Linked DNA regions of Mus musculus: all the other regions are linked to region 4. A link is a contact called in public HiCAR-type and promoter capture Hi-C data. All regions are on one chromosome and are shown on one strand. The core of a region is the stretch at or near the end of the contact, and the rest is flanking DNA. Distances in the headings are between cores, read along the strand shown. Region 1 holds the start of Rab11a (RAB11A, member RAS oncogene family). Region 2 holds the start of Zwilch (zwilch kinetochore protein). Region 3 holds the start of Dennd4a (DENN/MADD domain containing 4A). Region 4 holds the start of Glce (glucuronyl C5-epimerase).

Region 1 (2,893 bases), core at 370-2,869, 2.6 Mb after region 4:
TACTCTATAAATAGAATATTCGGAGTAACTTTTGATAAGGGTGTACTAGCAGCTAATATGTCAAGACTTGTAAAGAATTTGGAAATGTTTCCTGCTTCTTCACTTAGTCCAATCACTCTTAGCACCCAATGGCAAAGCCAGGAACACTCACCATGCTTAACACTCTTGAAACTCCACCCTCCCCAGAAAAGCTTTAAAAGCAAGGGCTTCTTCCTCACTGGCAATGATCTTTGTTCAACAAATTACTGATGGCTGCCCTTCTAATTCAGGAGCAGAGCAAGGCTACGAAAGTGAGAGCGCATTCATGAACAAAAAAAGCGTTCACTGTACTCTCTCGTCACTGAGAACTGTATCCTTTCACTTCAGCTTCTTCGCGGACTCAACCCATAAGCAAGTCTCTATTTACATTCTTCCCTGTTCTGTCCACCGGCTCCACATTTCCCCCCATCCTGTAATAAATTCTTGATTTCACTAAAAGGGCACGCTAGCACTATAACCCTCTCTCACTGTTTGGGAAAGGTATGTGACCAACCAGGGTTCTTCCCTTCCTGTCGGATCCTCCCAGTATTGCAGCAGGAAGCAACCAGTCCACAGTGATAAGCTCGCTAGTATTTGTGCAGCGCACAACCTTTCCTGTTCGGGAACTGGGCCTTCAGGTCTGGCAGGGATAACAGCCACCACCCATCCGCAGCCCCTTCTCGAAAGCCAAGTAAAAGGAGTTATCCCGGTCTGGTTGTAGCTAGGCAGGGACAGAGATGAAAAGGGGGGGAAAAAAAAAAAAAAAGAAAAACGCGAGGTGGGAAGTCATCTGCTTGCCTGGACACTGCGACAAGTGCATGAACGCCAGGAGTGATGGACAGCCCCTCTTGCCCTCCCCTTCTCTCCCTCCCACCAGCCAGGTCGCTCCGGAGTGCTAAACATTAGTTGCCCGTCTGTGGGGAGGGAGGGGACAGTCCGCGGGTACTGACCTCGAGGTCTGCGGGGATGGGGGTGGGGGCCCGGGGACGGGCGAATCTGGCCGAAGCCCAGGAAAAGGCTCACGAGGAGGGAAGGGAAGAAAAGGGAAACGAACAGAAAAGAGAAAAAGCAACACCCCCGCCCCCCGAGCCAGTGGGTGTCCCGATATGGGTGCTCAGCCCAGGCAGGGGCCTGTCAGAGGGGGGACGTGAGACGAGCAGCAGCATCCAAGAGGAGGGGCTCGAGACGCCCAGGGAAGGAACTGCACGGCCGTGAGGGACGCAGCCATCGGGGAGGACATACAGAGAGGGGCGCCGCGGCTCGTCAGGCCTCCCAAGGGCGCGGGAACCCGGACGAGCGGCGGGACCCCCGACGGGGCGGCAGGAAGGAAGCGCCGAGGCGGACTCCGACCAGGGCAGGGCTGGCCCTGCGCGGGTCCCCCGGGAGTGTCTCGGGCCCCAAATGGGCTCTCGCTGGCCCACGGCCTCACCTTTAAAGAGGTAGTCGTACTCGTCGTCGCGGGTGCCCATGGCGCGGCCGAGGAGCTGAGGGGCGGGAGCGGCGGTGGCAACGGCGGCGGGACCAGGGGGCGTCGCTGCAGGGGTAACCCGAGCGAGCGAGGAGCTTCAGCTGCCGGACCCGGTGACGAGCCCCGCCCTGTATGCGTCACTTCCGGAAGGCCCCAGCCCCTCGCAGAAAGTACTTCCGGAGAGATGGCACCCCGCCCATAAGCTAGGCAGGGTGGAATGCGCAGGAGTGGACACCACATTCTCACCCGGCTTTGGGAAGGCATACAGGAAAAACAATCCTAAAATGGTCCTTGGAGCCTTTGGCTTGTTCTTCTCCCCAATCATTCAGAGAAGCGAAGTGTAAATCTTTTAGTATCTGGCTTCCGGTTGGGGGCGGAGTTTTGTCAGCATTAGAGACCCGAAGGCACTGCTGCCTCCGTGCTGGTTCCATGGTGTAATGGTTAGCACTCTGGACTCTGAATCCAGCGATCCGAGTTCAAATCTCGGTGGAACCTGCTCCCTTTTCTTCATACTTTTAACTCATATTGATTGTATTCTTTAGCTCATATTGAATAATAGAATAACCTTGTTATATCTGCTCTTGGATTGAACCACAGGTAGCCTTTACCTATGAAGACTACACTAATCAATCTTGTCAATTCAGTAGTATCTGATCTTCATGGAGACCTATTGAACTCTTTGGTTTTTCTTAGCCTTGGAGAAAGTTTGTTACTTGATTCCTTTTGCTGGAATTTTATACCCTCAGCTTCAGTTAAGGATAGGCACTCCTCACCCACTCAATCTCTCCACAAATCTATTGCACTATCTCCAGATGTCATTAAGAGAACTTCGCCCACCCTTTCTCATAAAGATTCAAGATCTTGAGTCCTATTTTCTGGCCTTCGAGCTAAGCCCGATTAAATAAATTTTAACACAAGAAGAATGGCAATTCCCATGTTAGCAAATATCAGTGTTAAGACTCAAGAAATTTGCCACAGCATCTCCTAATAATTTTGTTCTTGTTGTTTGAGGTGGTTTCACTCCCCCTCTGTACCCCAGAATATAGCTCAGGCTGGCCCTGCTGTCCTCCTCTGCCCCTTCCCACCTCCACCTCCGTCCACACAGAGGCATAGTCATCTAATAATTCCTGGGAAACAGATGTTTGTCATTCAGCCTACAGATGGAATTCAAATTGCTAATCAACTGACCTTAAGCAGAGATGTTATTTTTTTATTATCTGAATAAGCTCAGGGTTGTCCTTAAGGTCTTTCCAAAGTTGGAAGGAGGATTGTCAGCAGGGACGAGATGTTCTTCCAGACAGCCACCAGCAAGTCTGAGGAGTTCCCTTATCTATTAGGGACCTGGATTCGGAGAAAAACTGATTCTTGACTTTGCTGCAGCAAAACATTTCAGGATGAACCAATATG
Region 2 (2,926 bases), core at 168-2,667, 2.1 Mb after region 4:
CCAAACTCAGAGATCTTGGGTTTAAAACAATAAAGTACTTAACACCATGGCAAAATACCACAACAGTTAAAAACAACTCAAGTTCCTGAGCTCAAAGACATTAGCTTCTTTAAAAACATCAGTTTTGTTGGGCGTGGTGGCTCATGCTTTTATTCGTAGCACTAGGGAGGCAGAGGCAGGTGAATTTCTGAGTTCAAGGCCAGCCTGGTCTACAGAGTGAGTTCCAGGACAACCAGTGCTACACAGAGAAACCCTGTCTCAAAAAAAAAAAAAACAAAAAAAAACAAACACAACACAACAACAAAAACCCAACCACTAAAACCCACTAGTTTTAGCTGGGCAGTGGTGGCTCCCGCCTTTGACCCCCAGCACTCTGAGGGCTGAGGCGGCCGGATCTCTGAGTTCCAGGCCAGCCTACTCTACAGATTGAGTTCCAAGACAGACAGGGTTACACAGAGACACTATTTTTTTTTTTTTTTTTTTTTTTTTTGATTTTTCGAGACAGGGTTTCTCTGTATAGCTCTGGCTGTCCTGGAACTCACTCTCTAGACCAGGCTGGCCTCGAACTTCGCCTGCCTCTGCCTCCCGAGTGCTGGGATTAAAGGCGTGCGCCACCACGCCGGGCTCTGAAACTATCTTAAAAAACAAAAGCACATTAGTTCTTTTCCTGTAGTAGTGAAAAATTATTACTGCTTTTGTAAACAGGAGGGGCAATAATGGCAGTTAAAAATGATAGCATTTAGAGACTAATGGGCTATACCCAACTAGCAACACCTTGCACCTAGAATTAAAGTTTTTTGTCTTCACATCAGGCCTACGAAATCAAAAATCTCAGAGGCTGAGCCAGTCAATGTATATTTTGGCAACCCTGTGGGTGATTCTGATGTGAGTCGCTGACTTAGATTTTCACACAGGATGTAGAAGTTGACAGAATTTCACTGAGGGAACACAGTGAATTTGTGGCACGGCTCACGCCTCTCATCTCGGCATCAGGAGGCTGCCGAGGAGGGTCGATGCGGATTCTGTCCGTTTCTGAGCTTGAGGCCCGATGACATCTAGCTCTCTGTGTCCCAGGAGCCTCTACTTAGAAGCGTGTACATCAGTCCAATCCGTACACTGCTTTGCCATCTTGCCTCCCTTGGGTAAGCTCGGGTGTTTTCTCCGGAGGCCGGCAGTAGCCTAGGCCTCCGCAGAGCCCTGGCTGCCTCTCACATCCCAGGTCCAGGAAAGCCGGCAGCCAGCTGTGGCAAACACCACCGGCAGGGGAGGGACAAGTACCATCCCATTCCCCAACCACAACTCACTGCCGGAGACGAGCATAAAACTCCTCCGCCGCGCGGTTCATTCGCGACCACATACCGCCGTGGCCTCCGTCCATTGCTAAGAAGTTAAACTGAACTGCGCGCCCAGACAATGACGTCAGAGGCCATGACCCCGCCCCGCCGGAACTACTTCACGCTTTAAGTTCGGTTTGTACTCAACGCTAACACATTGCTTTAATTTAGTAGAGCATCCCCTCAATTTACTATTCCAAAAGTCTCCCATTTCTGTTAGGGGGGAAAAAATGGACTAAAAGAGATGTTATGATGAGGGTGGGCGGGATGAGGAGAAAGATAATTCTCGCGAGAGTTGTGACGAGTTACGAATTATTCCGCGAAAAAGAGTCCCTCCTTTCTAATCACTCTTTTTAACTTTAAAAAAAATGAATACATAATTTTAACACACGTCACGCAATAATATTACCTTTTGAAATTTTTACATGTAGCAGAAAGATAGATCGTGTCTCTAATTTGATTTTGATAAGGGGCAGGATGCGGAAGACGAGTGGAAGGATATATAGAGTACAAGTGACAAGTCTTTCCTTTTCCTGTGGGAGCAGCCGGGTAGAGAGGAGCGTGGCCTTCTCCTCTCCCCGTCATGGTGAGTGGAGGTCTTCTACACTGGGCTTCCCCCTGGTCTGGGGGGCGGCTATAGAGGAGGGCGAAGGTTCAGAACATGGAATCTGCAGAGAGGAGACGAGGGAAAGGAAACCTAGCACCTTTTCTGGCCGGAGCTGAGTTGTGGGCGCTGAGGCAGCCATCTTAGAGGCAACGTGGGCAACAGCGCCAGGTGGATGGTAGAGGAACCTTTGGGATCTTAGCTTTTCTTAGTTCTAAGCTTTGCTTAGTTCTAAGCAGGGTTGCTGGAAGCCGAGCGTTTTGATGCCAGAGACTTGTCAGGGGTTCGAGATCGTCCGATGACAACTCCGCACAGGCCGTGGCGGGTCATGTGCTTTCAGTCCGGAGAAATTGTCTTCAAAGAAAAGGGCTGAAGGATATCTGAATTTATGCTTTCCAGGAAGATTGCCTTCACCTCTTTAAGACAATTTCTGGAAATGCATGTCTTCGTTACTTTATATGATGTAATCTAGACCTTTGAATCTTAAGCGAGTTTTCAGTAGTAATTAGTATATTGTTTTACCACGAATGTTTATCTGTAGATGGATTAAGGTTGTTCTGACCACAGTAATTTGGAGACTGTTAGATTCATCGTTAAACCGACTAGATAGGTTGTCCTATTGTGAGACGACTTAAAGGGGGGTATAGTAGAAGAGATGGTATAGTATCTGGAAGGGCACATGGGAAATAGGTCAGACCTAAGTGCTGGTGGAATCCTCAGTTAAGAGTCTTTCAGAGTATCAAAACGTTTCTGAATTTGAAGGGGTCTGGAACATTGGATAAATGAGCAGGCCAGCTTTGCTGAAGTTGGTGAGGGTAGAATTAATTTAACATGTCCTCATTAAACAGTATCTATGAACAGTTTTTATAATGTTGCTTCCAAGTTTGTTTCTCATTAAAATTGATAGATTTTCAGGTTGTCCTTTTGCTGTAAAACTATTGAAATGATAAACCCAGTGGTGGTTTACTGTGTTGCTTGAATTTGGGGT
Region 3 (2,784 bases), core at 141-2,640, 2.7 Mb after region 4:
GTCTGGTCTACAGAGTGAGTTCCAGGACAGCCAGGACTGAACAGAGAAACCCTGTCCCGGAAAAGCAAAACAAAAAAAAAAAAAGGGGGGGGGGAGGGTGTGGGGATCAACAATGGTATTATTTAATAATTTTCAGTGAAATTAGTGTATTTTTATCTACACAATATAATGTGATGCCCACACATTTTTTAAACAATTTGAACTATATTTGGTGAACTCAGTGTTGAAGAGACTCAAACTTAGATTTAAAAAAAAAAAAACAAACCCTCTCAATCAGGTTCTCTGGTCCATATGTTGTCTAGAATATAAATATAGATGCCATTCTTCAAGTACCACTCACTGTTCCCAGCTGCTTTGTTCCCTACTTGCCATTCAGTGGCTTCGGCCTGCAGTTAGAATTAAGGATAGTCTTGTATTTCTAGGCCCTATACAACGGAGCTCTCAACTCCCTCTCTAATCTAATGGAAGGCTTCTCCAGGCAAAATACATTTCTCATCAACACAGATTCCTCGCAGTTCTAAAAGCCAAGCTCCTCCCTATTGCAGGTTCTCTGCATGATCTTTTTGCTTTACTCAATTCTCTGGGGCCTTTCTTCCATTACTGGCTTCTTCCTGCACTTCAGAGAGGCACAGCCTTGATCACTCTGGTTTCAAAAACCACCCTGTTATCTGCTACCTAGAATTCTTCCTAGAACTTTTATGTTTCTTCTCCAAGCATTAAATATATTTGGTTGTTGTTGTTGTTGTTGTTGTTGTTGAGCTTCTCCCACTAGACCTCAACTCCCTCAAAGCAGACCTTTTCTGGTTCCCTGACTGTTGTGTGTCAGCCCTGCTGGGTTTTCCAACAATATTGTCTGGATGAATGAGTCCAAGAGAAGGAGTGGAGGTATAAAATAAAACTGTAATCTCGGTTGGCAATAAAGATGAAGCCTGTTTTGCATAGATTAACTTCAACCTAGAGGAATTTTTTTTTAAAAGGTCCTATTTCTTCCTTCATTTGTTCATAGAATTCCAGCTAACATTATTCAATACTTTTTAGGCATACACTTTACATTTCTGAGTAACTCTGTAGAGGTAATCAACCTTTATTATCCACATTTTTCAAAGGCATCTTGCCAATAGCCATTAACAGTAGACCTGCAGTCTAGTTTAAGTAGGCCATATCCAATTAATCAATGTAATGGACACCCTTTCAATCAACAATAGCTGTTTTATCAACGCGCTTTTCAGAGAACCCCTCTGAATTCCCCCTTTTCCCTGACCTCTGTCTCGGGACTGAAAGCTACTGGTGGTTGCTAACCGCTTAGGGGGTTTTCTGCAGAATACCAGTGACTTTGGTGGGCGGATCTCAGCTCAGACCACTGCACCAAGCAGCAGTGCCGGGAAGGAAGAAGCAGGTCTGTTGGCCATAGCTGGATGCTTGTGAAAGAGGAAGGTACAGTGCGCCTTGTTCTTACTCGCCAGGGGCTCGGAATCTCCCAACCTGAAGGGGAACCACGACGCGTTTCCCCAGCTACACTCGCCGTCACCAGCCAGCCCGGCCCCACCCCGCCCACAGCCCCACCCAGCGGCCCGCCCACTTGCGGGACCCTTGTTAGTCCCCTCCCCCCACGACCCACCCCCTAGCTCGGCCCATTCCTGCCCCTCGGGTCAGATTCGGCCTGTGATTGGTTTTTGTTGCCATAGTCCCCGCCCCCATGTCTTTACCGTCACTCCCAAGATGGCGCCGGCCGCGGCGGGTTCGGCGGCTGGTGCTGAGGAAGGAGGCGGAGGCTTTGGCGACCGCGCGGGGAGGGGGAGTCCCGTCTGACTGAGACGGCTGGGCGGAGCGCCGGGCCGGGAGATGAGCTAAGCTGGCTGCAAGCGCCGCGACATTCAGCCCCCTCGTGTCCCGCCCGCCGCGCATGAGGGGATCAGACTCTGCATCTCAGGCTCTTCCCGGTGCTCGCGCGGGGGCCGGCGGGGAGGTGAGTGGCGGGGGCGGCGGCGTGGGCATCGGTGGCATAGGGAGCTGTCACGGCCCTGAGGAGGTGACTGGCAGGGGGACGCCGAGCCGGGTGATAGGACTTGGAGGGCCGCTAGGCGCGGGCAGCTGCTAGGAGGGGCTCTGGCCGTCCCGGAGGATGGCGAGATGCTGTCGATGGCGTTCGCGCGCCTCCGTGTGGGAACGAGCGCGGGACACCGGGGGGGTCCCTCCGGACTGGCCATTTGGTGCTGGCCTGGGGCTGTTGTTGTTGGGGTGATGGGGCGGGGGCGGACGGTGGGGAGGTCCTGAAGCTGGGATTTTGACAAGCTCGTTACGTAAGGTTGCTTCCCGGAATCCCACCTGCTCTGGGTTTCAAACCCGCGGCGGGGGCTGCTTTCCCGCGGCTGTTCAGTCCAGATGCCGGGGCCCGGCTGGGGCTCAGGTTCCACGTGAGCCCGGCCAGCGTCCAAGTTGACCAGTGTGTGTGTGTGTGTGTGTGTGTGTGTGTGTGTGTGTGTGTGTGTGTGTGTCTGTGCACACGCGCGCGCAATTCTTGGTCATCACCACTCCTTTTGAAGTTTATCTCTTTCTAGAGGGGAAAGACGAAGGAGGGGGCAGGGGGAGAAGGGGCAAAAAAGCTTGTGACCTAGAATTGGGTCGCAGCGACATCTCTTTTATGGTGCTTTTAAATGACAGGACGTAAAGGGAAACTTGGATGTTGCTGCTCCAGTGTGCTTTTCCTTCAGACGAATGGTTGGCCTCAGAGCGGTAGAGACGGTTTTTATTTGTCTTATAGGACAGTTATTTCTTGTTTGCAAA
Region 4 (2,911 bases), core at 398-2,897:
AGACAGAAGAAATTATCTTTAAAAAAAACTGACAAGAAAAAGACTGACAAAGCAAAGATACTTCAATTTGCCTGCTTATATCATATTTTCTGTTTACAAGCACCTCAGCAATGTTTCCTTAGACTAAAGTGACATTAGACTGCCTAACCAGGAGAATTCTCAGGCAAATGTACAGACATTCTGACACACGTTTTTAAACCACTCACAGGCAGATACCTATAAGTCATTTTAAGTTCCACCTAAGTCTGGCAGAGTCTTCAAGAACTCTGTAAGATTCAAACCACGGTAAAAACTGATGTACCAGAATTCTCTAAAGAAGCTCAATAGGGCATCATTAACAGGTTGCCAATGACGCTTTTGTAGAAATCTGGACTTGAGACATACATACATAATATGCTACACTTTTGTTTTTAATTACCCCTCTTCCACAAAACCTTTAGAAAGGATGCTTCTTGGCACTACCTAACACCCAGGCAAATTCAGGACAGATTTAACCATGCAAGACCATCAAACACTACCTAAAACAGAAAGCCCAAATCGCACAGCCGCCCTACCCTCAGATCTAAACCCTCACTCAACAGTCAGGTATTCCAGACAACATGCTCAAGTCTGGTATCGCTCCTCTCCTCTCCTCCGGAGATCAGAGCTCCGGCGACACCAGCGCGTCCCCAAAGGTATCCTGGGGCAAAGAAAAGAAAACTGCAGAACAAGCCCACTGTGTCTCCAACTAGGCAACTGCCCCGATCAAGCGTCCAACGAAGAAGCACTGAGTTAAATCTCATCGAGAAAGAGAGAGAGACCAGATCGAGACCGTCAGATACCGAAAGCCACAAGCAGTGCCATGGGGTGGCTCCTGAAACCGGGTCTGGCACCCCTGGAGACCCAGAGACCGCTGAGCCGCGCCCACACGGCAAAATCACCCTCCTTGTCGCCCCGAAAAAGAATGGGGACCATCACGCACAGTTACCGCCCCCCTCTGGGCGAAGCAGAAACCCCAATACAAATGTTGGTCTCCCCATGCACGCTTCCCGCCCCCACCCACACCCACCCAGTCCGTTCCTTCCCGGGAGGGACACGGGCATCGTCTTATCACCCCATGGCGACCTTAAACAAACCCAAGTCTCTGGAACCCTGACATCCTCCTGCTTTACCCCAGGAATGCCAAGCGGACCCCTCTCCGCTCATAGGTCTCCCCGTGCCCTCCGGACAAGGCTAAACTGTATCCCAAGCCCCTCAACTGCACGGGATCGCCAGAAATGGTCTCCAAGTCCCAGAACCGCGCTATGCCAGCACCCGGGCTCTCAGGCAGGACACAGGACGCGCTCCCGCGACCCTAGAGACCCGGGACCGCCTGGGCAGCCACCCACCCCCACTCCAAAGCCAAAGAAGCCCCGAGACCCCAGCCCCCGCCGCGTCACCCAAGATCCCCGCACTCGGAACGCCGCGCATCCCCGGGAGCCGCCCCCGTCGCGAGCCCACTTGCCACGGCCGCCCCTCAGCCACGACACGACGAGCTCCCTCACCTGAGGCGCGTCGGCGGACGAGCGGCCCCCAGAGCCCTGAGGAAAACTGAAGCGAGCGGCAGAGACACGGCGGCCCAGGCCTGCGCTGCCGCAGCTCCAGCCTCTCGGCGAGGAAGCGCTCGTGTGAGGAGAGCCCGCCCGCTCGGCGCGCTACTGGGGAGCCGAGCCGCCGCCGTGCCCGCGGCTCTTCCCGCGAGATCCCAGCCACGGTAAGGGGCGAGGCCATGCCGGGGAGGAGAGGGCGGGACGGAGGCTCTTCGAATGGCAGCTCCGTCAGCCTGTTAGATTCGGTGTAGAAGGCGGGGTCACCAAGAGGAGGGGCCATATTAAGGGGAGGAGCTATGATGAGGGGGCGGAGAGTCCTCGAATGACAGTTCCAAAAAACCAATCAACGGTGGCAGCGCAGAAGGCGGGACTCGCATTCTCCTGTGACCAATTGCAAAAGAGTAGAGCTAATTCTCCCCGCCTATCATCAATAAATTGCGGGCGAAGGTGTTGCTGACCCGATGTCAGTTTGCTACCTGGGCAGTTGCAGAGGTACTTTAGATGACGTGGTTTGGGCAAAGTTTGGTCCTCTTCGGCCGCCGTAGAGACACTTAGCGGAGAAGCTGAACTAAATAGTGCTTAAACCGAAGAGCTGTCCGTGCGTTTTCACTGCTCTCTGAAGTGAACAGGGAGGTCCCATCTGCCAGCCTGAAGACTTACAGCCTCACTTTACTCACTTCGGTCTCCTCCTTTAGTGTAGCTTTCTCCCATTTCGGACTCTCTTCCGTTTTTATTTCAAACGGCGATGATATCGTCACGGGTGCTTTAAGCTCCAACCCAGTTTATCTGGTCCAACAAAGGACCTTTCTAATTCATTTGTGCGTTCTACTTAAAGTCTTCCACAAAGATGAAGAACGAAATCTCAAACGAGTGCTAACCTAACAAACCCGAGAACTTGTATCTTTACAGACCATAGGGCCCAGTAATGTTTAGCACAGGTAGGGTATAGAGCATTCAATAAATCTAAAAGGAAGGAATGGAAACTGTGGTGCTTATCTGTACTGGCTTCAGAAACTGGGCTTTCCTAGCCTTTCCCATTCCCCCCTCACATTTAAGTCCCTTCACTCATTATTATGCCTGCCCTGTAGCTTTCCTTCATCTTCCCCTAGTCTCCCTTGCCCAACACAAAAAGTAGCCTTACTCTTTCTCAAGGTTAACTCCTGCCCTTGTGCACTGGACCTCAGCCAGGCCCAGACTCAGTCAGCTCCCCCACCCCCACCCCCACCCCCATTATCAATTTTTTAGCCCCTTTATCCCCAGAACACACTCATTATCCCCTGTTATTTGAACAGAACACAACTACCCTGCCGGTTCTATCCACTCGAGCTGCCCTGTCCTGAGAA

Evidence for each region. Promoter capture Hi-C pulls out the DNA fragments that hold promoters and counts their contacts. HiCAR-type assays count read pairs that join an accessible place to other places.
Region 1: a contact with region 4 is called in a HiCAR-type map of astrocytes, with 2.7 times the contacts expected there. The contact joins the promoter of Rab11a here to the promoter of Glce in region 4. A contact is called at or near these places in 1 of 39 promoter capture datasets (pre-B cells) and 1 of 115 datasets of contacts at active chromatin or transcription factors (astrocytes).
Region 2: a contact with region 4 is called in a promoter capture Hi-C map of erythroid cells, with 20 times the contacts expected there. The contact joins the promoter of Zwilch here to the promoter of Glce in region 4. A contact is called at or near these places in 2 of 39 promoter capture datasets (erythroid cells and pre-B cells) and 1 of 9 other capture datasets (liver).
Region 3: a promoter capture Hi-C map of erythroid cells shows a contact between it and region 4, with 13 times the contacts expected there. The contact joins the promoter of Dennd4a here to the promoter of Glce in region 4. A contact is called at or near these places in 2 of 39 promoter capture datasets (erythroid cells and pre-B cells).

Annotation. Positions count from the first base shown.
Region 1 is chr9:64,736,137-64,739,029 of GRCm38.p6, forward strand. Rab11a (RAB11A, member RAS oncogene family) reads right to left here and starts at 1,620. Exons shown (of 5, transcript NM_017382.5): 1 at 1,448-1,620. The coding sequence starts at 1,487. n-TQctg9 (a tRNA gene) reads left to right here and starts at 1,910; the gene lies at 1,910-1,981.
Region 2 is chr9:64,171,514-64,174,439 of GRCm38.p6, forward strand. Zwilch (zwilch kinetochore protein) reads right to left here and starts at 1,418. Exons shown (of 19, transcript NM_026507.4): 1 at 1,305-1,418. The coding sequence starts at 1,378. It overlaps Rpl4 (ribosomal protein L4), which reads left to right and starts at 1,874. Exons shown (of 10, transcript NM_024212.4): 1 at 1,874-1,920. The coding sequence starts at 1,918.
Region 3 is chr9:64,809,621-64,812,404 of GRCm38.p6, forward strand. Dennd4a (DENN/MADD domain containing 4A) reads left to right here and starts at 1,391. Exons shown (of 35, transcript NM_001162917.1): 1 at 1,391-1,400; 2 at 1,720-1,966. Gm36459 (a long non-coding RNA gene) reads right to left here and starts at 1,795. Exons shown (of 3, transcript XR_379559.2): 1 at 1,707-1,795; 2 at 1,326-1,482.
Region 4 is chr9:62,120,962-62,123,872 of GRCm38.p6, forward strand. Glce (glucuronyl C5-epimerase) reads right to left here and starts at 1,648. Exons shown (of 5, transcript NM_033320.5): 1 at 1,524-1,648. Mir5133 (microRNA 5133) reads right to left here and starts at 1,633; the gene lies at 1,557-1,633.